2 separate regions of the Mus musculus genome follow, and region 2 is linked to region 1. A link is a contact called in public promoter capture Hi-C data. All regions are on one chromosome and are shown on one strand. The core of a region is the stretch at or near the end of the contact, and the rest is flanking DNA. Distances in the headings are between cores, read along the strand shown. Region 1 holds the start of Rad54b (RAD54 homolog B (S. cerevisiae)). Region 2 overlaps Esrp1 (epithelial splicing regulatory protein 1).

Region 1 (5,348 bases), core at 1,127-3,626:
CAAGTCATAGTCACATTTACAAGGACACCAAAAATATTACATAATATTATTACTTGGGGCCTGTAAACTGGACTGGCAGTTAAAGGCATTTGTCACCAAGTCTGATTACCTGTTTAATCTCCAGGACTAAGGTGTGGCAAAAAGGAAGACCCAACCTCCACAAGTTGTTCTCTGACCTCTGCTGGCACATCATAGTACACACACACACCCTCACACACAAACAAAACAAGCAAATGTAAAATCGTTAACTTTAAAATTTTTTTCTTTGGGCCTATATACATAAGGTTTATATAAATAAAACAAATGAATTGTTGGGCTGGCAAGATGGCTGGCTCAGTGGGTAAAGACAAGCCTGGTGACCAAGAAGCCTGAATTCAATCTCTGGAATCCATATATGTGGTGGAAGAAGAGAACCAACTCCCACCAGTTGTCCTCTAATTTTATACATGCATCATGGCACAGGCATACCCACACACACATAGACAAACACACACACACACAACGTGTAAGTAAAATTTTAAGAAATATAAATGAATTTCATGATAAGACCAGCAAAATATGTGCTATAACATTAACACTGATTATCTCCGCATGTTAGATTAAAATGTGATTTTTATTCTGAGTTCTTTTCAAACTTCAAATTTCCCACAAAGACAATGTTATCTTTATAACAAACTACACTGGTTAAATATATCATATTTTGTTAAATCTAAAATGCCATAAATTTTCAAATATGGCATTATTTTATATCCACCATTGCATTGAAAGCTATTCTCAATTTCATTAATGTTAAAATGAAATACATTAACTATCTGATGCAAATTTTAACTCATTTAAAAGATTTGGGTGGACGTCATGCTCTGTGGTTTCTTCAAATACAAACCATCACTACAAGCACAACCTTAAAGCAAATTATGAAACTGGTGCTTTGTTGATCTAATTTGTTGATGCATTTAAAAGTAAACTACAGGGGCTGGAGAGATGGCTCAGCGGGTAAGAGCACTGACTACTCTTCCAGAGGTCCTGAGTTCAATTCCCAGCAACCACATGGTGGCTCACAACCATCTGTCATGGGATCTGATGCCCTCTTCTGGTGTGTCTGAAGACAGCTACAGTGTACATAAAATAAATCTTTTTTTTAAAAAGGTGAACTACAGAAATTAGTTTATTTCCCAAAACATATTAGCATCTTTACTAGTTTGTTTTGTTTTCTAGGACAAGGGCTCTCTATAGATCCTAGACTGGCTCTGAACTTGAGATCTTCCATCTCCGACCGGCTCTAGCTGGTTTGTAAACTAGTTTTGCTGAGACCTTTTTTACAGGCCCTAGATGTAAAGCCACTTGGCAGCTCTATTGAAATGCTGCGATTTCTGAGGCTTGTAACACGCTACGGCTGAGATTAGGTCTCCCAAGGAAAACGGCCAGCCCAGGCTGATATCTGGAGCACATCATGTTTGCCTTAATAACTGTGCACCAATGACCTTCCCAGCAGGTGATTCTGCAGTTAGCTTAAATCCGTGTCTCCTCTTGTGTCTTATTCACTCTTAATCACACTCAAGCATACGACTATGCAACGGTGAGATTAATTTAAGAATTCAGAACAAAGCTTGACACACAGTACTCAAATACTTTCTGTAATATTATTACTTATAATTACTGTTGCCTGTTTAATCCACAAAATCCTATGAAATCAGAAACAACAAAGGTCCCAGGAGAGGAAAGACAAGAGGGATTATAGAATCATAGCCAGAATCTCTGCCTTCCTCTGGACTACATGGGGAAGAGGGTGTGGCAACTTCTAGGATGCAAGAAAATAAATAAAACTCCAACAGCTAGCAACAGGCCTTGCTATTTCTGCTTTTTGGCTTCCAGCCACGTTGGGTAATAAGATTTCCATTTCATACTGTAAATTCCCCTTAGACTTTGGGACTCCAATCTACCTACCTACAAAATCCTCCATAATTAATGTAAATGGTGTGTTTTTGTTTGTTTGTTGAAACCAGGAGCGGAGAGAGGGCGAGAGAGAACTAGTGGGTGGGTAATTCGCCTAGGGGAGGTGCTAGATGGTTCCACAAGCTCTTGGCTGACACCTGATGTTCTCTGGCCCCAGGCGGCCTCGGGGGCCGTGGCCTCCGAGATCGCTCGGCCCGCAGGACCCGCCCCCCTGCCCCCTGCCCAGCCAGCGAGGGCGCTCCCGCCGCCTCGCCCAGCTCCCCGGGACCCGCGCCATCCTGCACCAGGCCCCGCACGCGCCTCCCCGGGCCTCCGCTGCAGAGACCTACCCCGCAGGCTGACCGAAATCGCGAGCGCCCCGCAGCAGGTACCAACGCCTGCCGCCGACCAGCTCGAGCTTCCCGCCTTCCTACAGCCAACCACGGGCCGGGCGCCGAGCATGCGCACCACGGCGTGCAGTGCTGGTCCCGCCCCCGACTCTGATTGGACAACCGTTGCAGGTACCTTTGCACTTCCTTTTACGTGGGTCTAGGTTTGGTTCCGGTTGACTGCTAGATCTAAAACGAACCGATTTGGTTTCAGTCTTCAGGTCCTAGCTGAGGCGATAAGCCTCACAACTTAAATCAATAAATTAGGATTCGGATCATAGAAGTGTGTGCACCACTGAGGTACACGAAATCCTGTTACTCAAGTGACACTGAGCTACAGTAGTTGCAGCCCCTGTTTTACAAGCCCTTTTAAGGTCTAGGAGTATAAAAACAGATGCGTGATTATTGGACTCTCGTGAAAAGGAGAAGAGCTCCTTTAAACTTAAAAAAAAAAAGACACTATCTTAAAGTATTGTAGACAAGGTCTTGATAGACAAAGTCTTGCTGATCCTTCTGCTCTAAGAATTCTGGAGATAGATCCTTTGAAAAGAGAGAGTGGTTAAAGGTCATTCACTAGATTTTATACACGTTTGACAATTAAAATGCATCCTGTTCTGGTGTCTCTGGACACTGCACACATGAAGTACACCAACTTAAGTGCCTGCAAAACACCCATAGACATAAAACTTAAGTAGACCCTTCCTCCGAAAACAAGGTTTTTTAGAAACCTTTGACCAGTCTAACTTCAGAAGCCACCAGTGTTGTATATGACCGTTGTAAGATATTTAGTGATTTTTTTCTCTTAAGATGCACACACTCACACACACTCACTCACACAATTAGCGATGCAGTTTCTATTAAAGCCTTGCTTAAATCTACATTAACATCTCTTAACTCAAATTTGGCTTCCCACTGACTTCTGAAATTATTTTCTTTGGCAAAGTTAAGAAGCACAGCCTCATCTGAGCAGAGGTCTCTGGTGAGACCCCTCCGGCCGCTGCAGGTGGAAAGCTGTTGTTTGCTGCTACTATGGTGCCTCTCTTTCCACGGGGTGAAGTCAGGTATGCTGGCACACACTTATAATCCCAACACTCAGGAGGTTAAGGCAGAAGGATCACCATAAGAGAGCAGCCTGGGCTACATAGCAAGACTGTCTCAAAAAGCAAACAGGCAGACACATAAATAAGTAAATAGTCTTGTTAAAATGACATAGACACAAAAATTCTACGCATTAATGGGCACCATGAGACGCTTTTACTTGTGTATGTATTGTAATCAAGGTAAACACACCTACCGCTTTAAATTCTTATTTTTTTTTTAGGGTGAAAACTTTGGAAACCCTTCCTTCTGGCTTTTTGAGATATACTGTACAACTCTCTCTGCAGTCACCCTGCTATGCAACCTCGTGCTAAAATTCTTCTAGCTTTCTGAGTGTGAACTAAAGTTTCTTCTTCATAGTTAGCATTTCACTTCATCTGAAAAGCTACAGGTACAAAGATTAAATATGGACATTTTTCTATGGCTTATTTGTATCTCATGTGCACTGCTGCTTTGCCTGCATACATGCCTGTGTGAGGGTGTCAGAAGCCCTGGAACTGGAGTCACTGACAGGTGTGAGGTACCATGTGGGTGCTGGCAATTAAACCCAGGTTCTCTGCAAGAGCAGCCAGTGCTCTTAACTGCTGAGCCATCTCTCTAGCCCCTTTATAAACATTTAAATATAGGCGTTTTGTTTTTTAAGTTCAGTCAGTAGCAGTTTTAAGTACAAAGCAAACAATGTAATAAGGTTCTCTATCCCCTTTCCACTACACACACACACACACACACACACACACACACACACACACACTCACCTAGACAAAGTATCACTGTGCAGCCCAGGCTGACCTAGAACTCCCTATGTAGACCAGGCTGGCCTTGAACTCACAGAGATCCACCTGCCTCTGCCTCCCTGAGTACTGGGATTAAAGGCATGCACTACTACACTTTGGTTTTTAAAGGCAGTGTGGCCCAGAACTGTTAAGAGAAGAGCAATACAGCAGGCTGGTTTGTCAAAGGAGCGGACACATAACAGCCATTCAGAAATGATGTTTATTAGAGAAAGGGCCTTGCCATGAGGGGCTCCCAGTGGAGGAGCACGACAAAGGCCGCAGTACAATGTACCAGAAACAACATGAAGGAAAACAGAAGCTTTCCCCTAAAGCCTGGAGAACTTCATTGCAATGGATAGCTCAGGATAGCTCAGGATAAGAGTAAGGGAGAGCCATCCTGGACAGAATAATGTAATAAGGGAGGCCCCCAGGAAGAAAGCTTTCAGAGAAAATCCCCCAAAGAAGAGGAGATCTGACCTTTATAATTAGTGCAGAGGGGAATGTGGGGAGGCTGGTGTGAAGTTTCACACCACCCGATTTGGTTTGGGACTGCCTACGTGGGTAAGAGCATAAACTGGCCGGGCAGTGGGGGTGCACGCCTTTAATCCCAGCACTTGGGAGGCAGAGGCAGGCAGATTTCTGAGTTCAAGGCCAGCCTGGTCTACAGAGTGAGTTCCAGGACAGCCAGGGCTACACAGAGAAACCCTGTCTCAAAAAAAACAAAAACAAAACAACAACAACAAAAAGAACATAAACTGGAGGCTGCAAAATCATAGTACAAACTGCTTAACTCTGTGCTAGGAAGAGAGCTGGAGGTGGGATGTAGGGCATCGGATTTCTTCAGGCTGTCCCTGGCCTCCTGCAGTGACCAGCTTCATAAAAGGGAACTAAGATTGATTTAACAAAGCCAATACTCAGCAGTTGTATTAAGTTGCCCAAGCAAACCTTGAATTTACAATCCTCCTGCCTCAGCCCCCATGCCTGACTCTAGTCACTTCAAAATACATCACACAGTACCACCGACTTTGTGCTATAGAAAATCAAACTAACCCTTCTTCCTGCAGCTCCACATTTCTCTTTTTGTTTTGTTTTTTTGTTTTGCTTTGTTTTGTTTTTTGCTGTTGTTGCTGGGGGGTTTTTTGTTGTTGTTTTTTGG
Region 2 (5,595 bases), core at 1,134-3,633, 210 kb after region 1:
AGCCTTCATGTAATAGCATCTCTAGTAAGGTACAATAGATACACACTCCTTTTTTGTGCCTAACATATAACAGGCAACTATAAAGATTTGCATTAAATATTTGTGTACATCCAGACTCCTCCCTCTCTCCATGTCTTTGCCTCTCCCCGTTCCCACCCCTCCTCCCCCAGACCCGTTGGTGTAGATGTGCATATGCGCTTATGTCCTTTTGTACATATATGATGGCCAGAGATGGTGTTGGGTGTCGCCCTCACCTTCACCTTATAATTGTGAGACAAGGGCCCTCAGTGACCATGCAGCTTGCCAATTCATCCAGGAGGCCCCAGGATCCCACCTGGCAGCGCTGCCTCCCCTGTACTGGGATGACAGATGTGCACTAATACGTCTGTCTGTCTGTCTGTGTGGGTGTTGGTCGTTGAACTGATTGTCTTGCTTACTGGCAAGCATCTGATTGTGGTATCTTGTTAGCACAGTGTGGTTACTTGTTTTGAGGTATGTATAAATGAGTGTGTGTGTGTGTGTGTGTGTGTGTGTGTGTGTGTGTGTGTGTAAGTTCTTTTATTTCTGTCTTTTTAACTTCACTTTTTGGTGTCAAATTTAACCATAGGTACAAAGCTTCATTTAAAAAATTTTTTTTTTCAGTTTCATATTTAGGTAAGTAACTCAATTTGAGTTCGCTCTTTTTTTATTGAACCCTTTTATGGTCTCCGAGTCCCGGCATCTGCGGTGGCTTTGTGCTCCTTTATACGGACTCTGGGGATTGAGCCGTCTGGCAGGTACATAAACTTAAGTTGGCTTTTCTTTTCTTCTTCTTTTTTTTGTTATTGTTGTTTGCTTGTTTGTTTTTTGGTAGGATTTCAGGACAATCTTGGGTGTTTTAAGGTGACCTTTATATTTGAGGCAACTCTAGTTGACCTTCAAGCCTCCATCTTCTCTTCCTGTCTCACCACCACAGAGATACCTGCATACACTCCCACATCCGGCCTTTTACATGTGTTGTGGTGATTTGAACTTGGGTCCTCACACTTGTAGGGCAGAGACCTTACCTCTTGAGCCTTGCTGTTGTTTTTGGTATCCCACTGAAGTTCTCAGGCAAGTTAAGCACGCACTCTCCCACTGAGCTACACTGAAACGCTAATGCCTATAGACCTGACACTCAAGGTTGAGGCAAAAGGATTGCTTTCTGGGGTATTTACTACACTTGATCTTAACTAAAAAATGCCGGTTATACTGGGTGAGCTTTTTAGCTGGTTGCAATTTTCATGGTGCTTTTGTGAGTTGAATTGTTGCCATTGTTGGGTTAATTTTTGTTTCAATAATTGCTCCCTCAAGAAATGAATATAATTGTCCTTTATAATGTTAAATGTCACCCTCCACATTTGTATGGGTTTCAGGGACAGAATTCACCAGGTTGATGCAGCGAGTATATTTATCCTTTGCTCCACCTCACCAGCTCGTGTATTGACTACTTGGTTTTAGTTTATGTAGCTCTGCTGTAAGTTAAGTTTTTATTCCATCTGCATTCATTGGATGTTGACCTGGGTGTGAATATGTATGTTCCGTTTCAAAGAGTAGAGGTCAGTGGACAGACAGTTCTTTCCCTCCATGTGGGTTCCAGGGATCATGCTTGGGTCTCAGACTCAACAGTAAGTGCTTCTACCCGCTATGCTGCCACACTGGCTTCTTATCTGCTGTCTGTCTGTCTGTCTACCTATCTATCTAGTTTGAAGGTAACCAGGACTCTATACTTAATTTATAGAGGATCTTTAGACAAAAGCAATGAAATGTGAAAGGAAAGTATGAAAATAAGTCTGTGGGGGAGGGAGAAGACATCCATGTCTCTCATGGAAGAGCCTGGTGCTATTGAAACGTGCAGAGAGCTTCATGGTCTTTGCATGTTAGACTCACATCAGATATCTGGTATGTATAGATACTTGATGAATGCTAATCTAAATATGAAGAAATCATGAAACTTGAGAAGTCGGGATGGATTTGCTCATGGGTTAAGAGCACTTATTCTTTGAAAGACCAAGGTTCGATTCCTAGCACCCTCGTGGGAGCACTCATTGCTTCCTCAGGCACCAGACGTACACGCAGGCCAAGCACTCAGATGAATAAAATAAATCTTAAACAAAGCAAAACAAAAAGGCTGGGTGGTGGTGGTGTGTGCCTTAAATCCCAGCACCTGGGAGGCAGACACTGGTGGATCTCTGAACTTGAGGTCAGTGTGGTCTACGGAGTGAGTTCCACGACACCCGGAGCTACACGGAAGAAAAACCCTGTCTAACAAAACAAAAAGGAGAAATTGGTGTGGTCTTTCTAGTTTGACAAAGTGCTAACTGGTATTGTTTTCAATAGGAAAGTACTTAATTTTAAGTTCTTTCTCACATCTGTTAAAATGCAGAAGTTGTTGGTTTGAGTTCAGTTGAGCACACACCCTGTTTCTAGTGTTGGTTGCACAAGCCTTTAAAGCAGTGATTTCCATTTTGTTTTTCATTGGAATCACTTGGGTTGCTTTTACATGTATTGGCACAGGGATCTAACATTTGGCTTTCTTGAGTCTTTGATTTTTGATCTGGAGGGGAGCACAAGCAGGTTGTTAGCAGGAAAGTGAAAGGTCTCCCCAGCTGTTTTAAACTTGTCACATGGTTAGAGACTGAAGGGTTTGGTGCTGGGTACCCAGTGCTGTTTTTAGGCTTCTATTACTTACTAAGTGATAACGAGAATAAGTTAATGTCATAGAATCTTAATGAGTGTGTTAAGTCATACTCAGAAGACCATTGCTGTGAAGCTGAAGGTGTTGATCATCCCTGTTTAACAATGAAAGGTTTCTGGGCTAAGTAACATAGTCCATGGGCTAGAGGCACAACTGGTAACCTATTTGTTACAATTATATAGAGTGGACACTCTGAAATTGTACAGTTATTTCTGGGAAGATGACTAGATGTTCATAATCTAAAGTTGGAATCAGTATTTCTTTCTTTTTTTTTTTTTTTTTAATACAGGGTTTCTCTGACCTGGAACTCTTTGTAGACCAGGCTGGCCTCGAACTCAGAAATTCGCCTGCTCCTGCCTCCCAAGTGCTGGGATTAAAGGCGTGTGCCACCACACCCGGCTCAGTATTCCTTCTTAAGTTTAGGACTGGGTTAAAAAATGTTCTGTGCATATTTCAAATTGTAATGATCTGGCTGTCATAGAATACTTGTTGGGTGGGGAATCCATAAAGCTGACGGATAAGCTAATTAATGAGACTGGTGTGGAGGTTGCTAGAGGTACCACAGGAGTTAGGCCACCATGGGTCTTGTGCTTCTTGGAGGAAATTGCTACAGTAACCCCTGGAGGCTTCTTCTTCAGTTTCGCGGTGTTAATGGTGATGAGTTCAGCTTGTTGTCCTCTTAACCTCCGTGCTGGCAGTTGCCCTGGTGTGCTCTGCTGTGTTGTTCTTGGGCGTCATTATTCCTCTGCACATTGATAGAGCCGTTGGTTCTTGGGAAAGTTCACTTTTGACACTTTTGATCTCTGGCTGTGGTTCCTATTAGTCCTTTATAGCCCTTTCTCTTCTTCATGCTTTAATATTCCTGAAAACTGGTTCACTAACCGTCAGTGGTCTGGGCTTTGAAAGTGGCTGAGTGACTTGAAAAGGCTTAATTCTTCCTTCCTCTCCCTTTGAGAACCTTAGAGATTGGGGAAAGTCCTGCATCTAACAGCATGGCATCAACCCACTACCTCTCCTTTGGCTGCTGTGGAAGTGTGAGACAGAACTCTGGCATTCTTCTGTCTTAAGAAAGGTAGCTCAGTAAAGCGTAAAAAACATCACTTTCAGAAAGTTTCGTAAGCGGTGTGTTTTAGAGTAAATATTCATCACTGTGTGTTCCTGTTGGTTCATTGTGCTTTCTCTCCCTTTAGCCCCCCAGGTTCGCCTAATAGTCTTGGCTACTTCCCTACAGCTGCTAATCTTAGCAGTGTCCCGCCCCAGCCTGGCACCGTGGTCAGAATGCAGGGCCTGGCCTACAATACTGGAGTTAAGGAAATTCTTAACTTCTTCCAAGGTTACCAGGTCAGTAGCTTGAAGAAGAAAAATCCTCAGTGCCCTTATTACTAAAGTCCGTTTGCCAAAAGAATGCAGCTAGGAAAGACACTGGTTCTCTATACCCAGCACATGTGTCTGTGCAGGTGGACCCACCTCCAGGCTCATCCTCTTGACACGATTAGGGCTTTCTTGTGCTGTCATGGTTCCTGCTGCGACATCACCATCTCTGTATCTGTCGGCAGGCAGCAGGGCAGGGGCTTTCATGAAGAATAGCACTAAGGATGCATTTTCCTTGAAATGGTCTGTTAGCTTTGACTTATAAAATAAGCTGGGTATAGTGTTGTAGGAAAAGGGAGGAAGACCTCTGAGTTCAAGGCCAGCCTAGGCCACAAAGTGAAACACTGTCTCAAAAAAGAAAAACGTAGATCAAGTCAAATAGTGGAGCTCAAGAGATGGCTGGCCTGCGTGTGATAGCAGTGGTTCCTGCTCTTGTAGAGGCCACTGGTGCAGTTCCCGGAACCCACGTGGCCAGCTCACACCCATCAGTAACTCCAGCTCCAGAAATTCAGTGCTCTCTTCGGGCTTCGAGGGGCATCAGGCATGTGTATGTGTATTCACGTATATACAAGCATGCAGGCAAAATAGTCATACACATAAAATAAGTTTGTTTTGTATTTTAGACTTAATAAGTAACTTGACTGTCCTGCAACTCACTGTATAGAGCAGGTTTAAACTCAGAGACCTGCCTGCCTCTGCCTCCAAAGTGCTGGGATTAAAGATAAGCACCACACATCCAGTTTAATTTTATCTTATTTTCCAGACAGGCGGTGGTGGCGATTTCCTTTAATCCCAGCACTAGGAAGGCAGGGGTCAGTGGATTTCTGAGTTCAAGGCCAGCCTTGTTCTACAGAGCTAGTTCCTGAGTAGCCAGGGCCTCACAGAGAAACCATGTCTCAAGAAACTTATTCTCATTATCACTTAGTAAGTAATAGAAGCCTAAAAACAGCACTTATTCCCCTGACCTTGTGAGCTGAATTTGATCCCTGGGAAAGTCACATGATGGAAAGAGAGAACTCACTCATGAAGGTTGTCCTCTGCGTTCACACACAGCATAAGCACACCCCCAACACACACACACACACACACACACACACACAAATAAATGAAGGTAATTATCAGTGTTTTCAGTCTCCATTACTTCAAATAATTAAGAGTAAATAAATAGGAACATTTAAGCATGGGCTGTCCCATTGAGTATTTAAAAATCATAAAGCCTCTTTTAACTGCACTAGGGAAAAATAAAAATGAAAAACCTGCCTAACCTTGGAGATGAAAATAAGACCCCCACCTAACAGGCTTGTTCTGATTCTTGGACTGGGATGGGTTCTTGTCCTCCATGAAGTGACGTGGTTTTCTGCCTTTGCTTTCATCTTGTTTGTTTTGTTTTGCCTACTGCATGTATCCATCCATCACTGTCTTCTTGGTGATAGATCTGTAACAGTGAATATTACCATTTCTGTTTGGTTCATCTGAGCAAACCCCATTCCTTCGTAAAGTCATTTGAT

The links. Promoter capture Hi-C pulls out the DNA fragments that hold promoters and counts their contacts.
Region 2: a contact with region 1 is called in a promoter capture Hi-C map of pre-B cells. The contact joins the enhancer-like site here to the promoter of Rad54b in region 1. A contact is called at or near these places in 2 of 39 promoter capture datasets (the C10 cell line and pre-B cells), 3 of 115 datasets of contacts at active chromatin or transcription factors (bone marrow-derived macrophages, embryonic stem cells and pro-B cells) and 2 of 9 other capture datasets (liver and pancreatic islet).

What each region holds. Positions count from the first base shown.
Region 1 is chr4:11,555,948-11,561,295 of GRCm38.p6, reverse strand. It overlaps Rad54b (RAD54 homolog B (S. cerevisiae)), which reads right to left and starts at 2,376. Exons shown (of 15, transcript NM_001039556.3): 1 at 2,283-2,376. It overlaps LOC115489931 (predicted GPI-anchored protein 58), which reads left to right and starts at 1,477. Exons shown (of 3, transcript XM_030253962.1): 1 at 1,477-1,492; 2 at 2,004-2,453. The coding sequence starts at 1,477. Gm35693 (a long non-coding RNA gene) reads left to right here and starts at 2,470. Exons shown (of 3, transcript XR_390401.4): 1 at 2,470-2,621; 2 at 3,265-3,382; 3 at 3,643-3,844.
Region 2 is chr4:11,342,574-11,348,168 of GRCm38.p6, reverse strand. It overlaps Esrp1 (epithelial splicing regulatory protein 1), which reads left to right. Exons shown (of 16, transcript NM_194055.3): 14 at 3,907-4,057. Among named protein-coding and RNA genes, the nearest start is that of Dpy19l4, 23 kb to the right of the region's middle. Within about 2 kb of position 2,383, at least 10 of the 459 cell types and tissues checked have an H3K27ac peak or open chromatin away from gene starts, as enhancers often do. A contact at or near this core is called in pre-B cells, where this site is marked.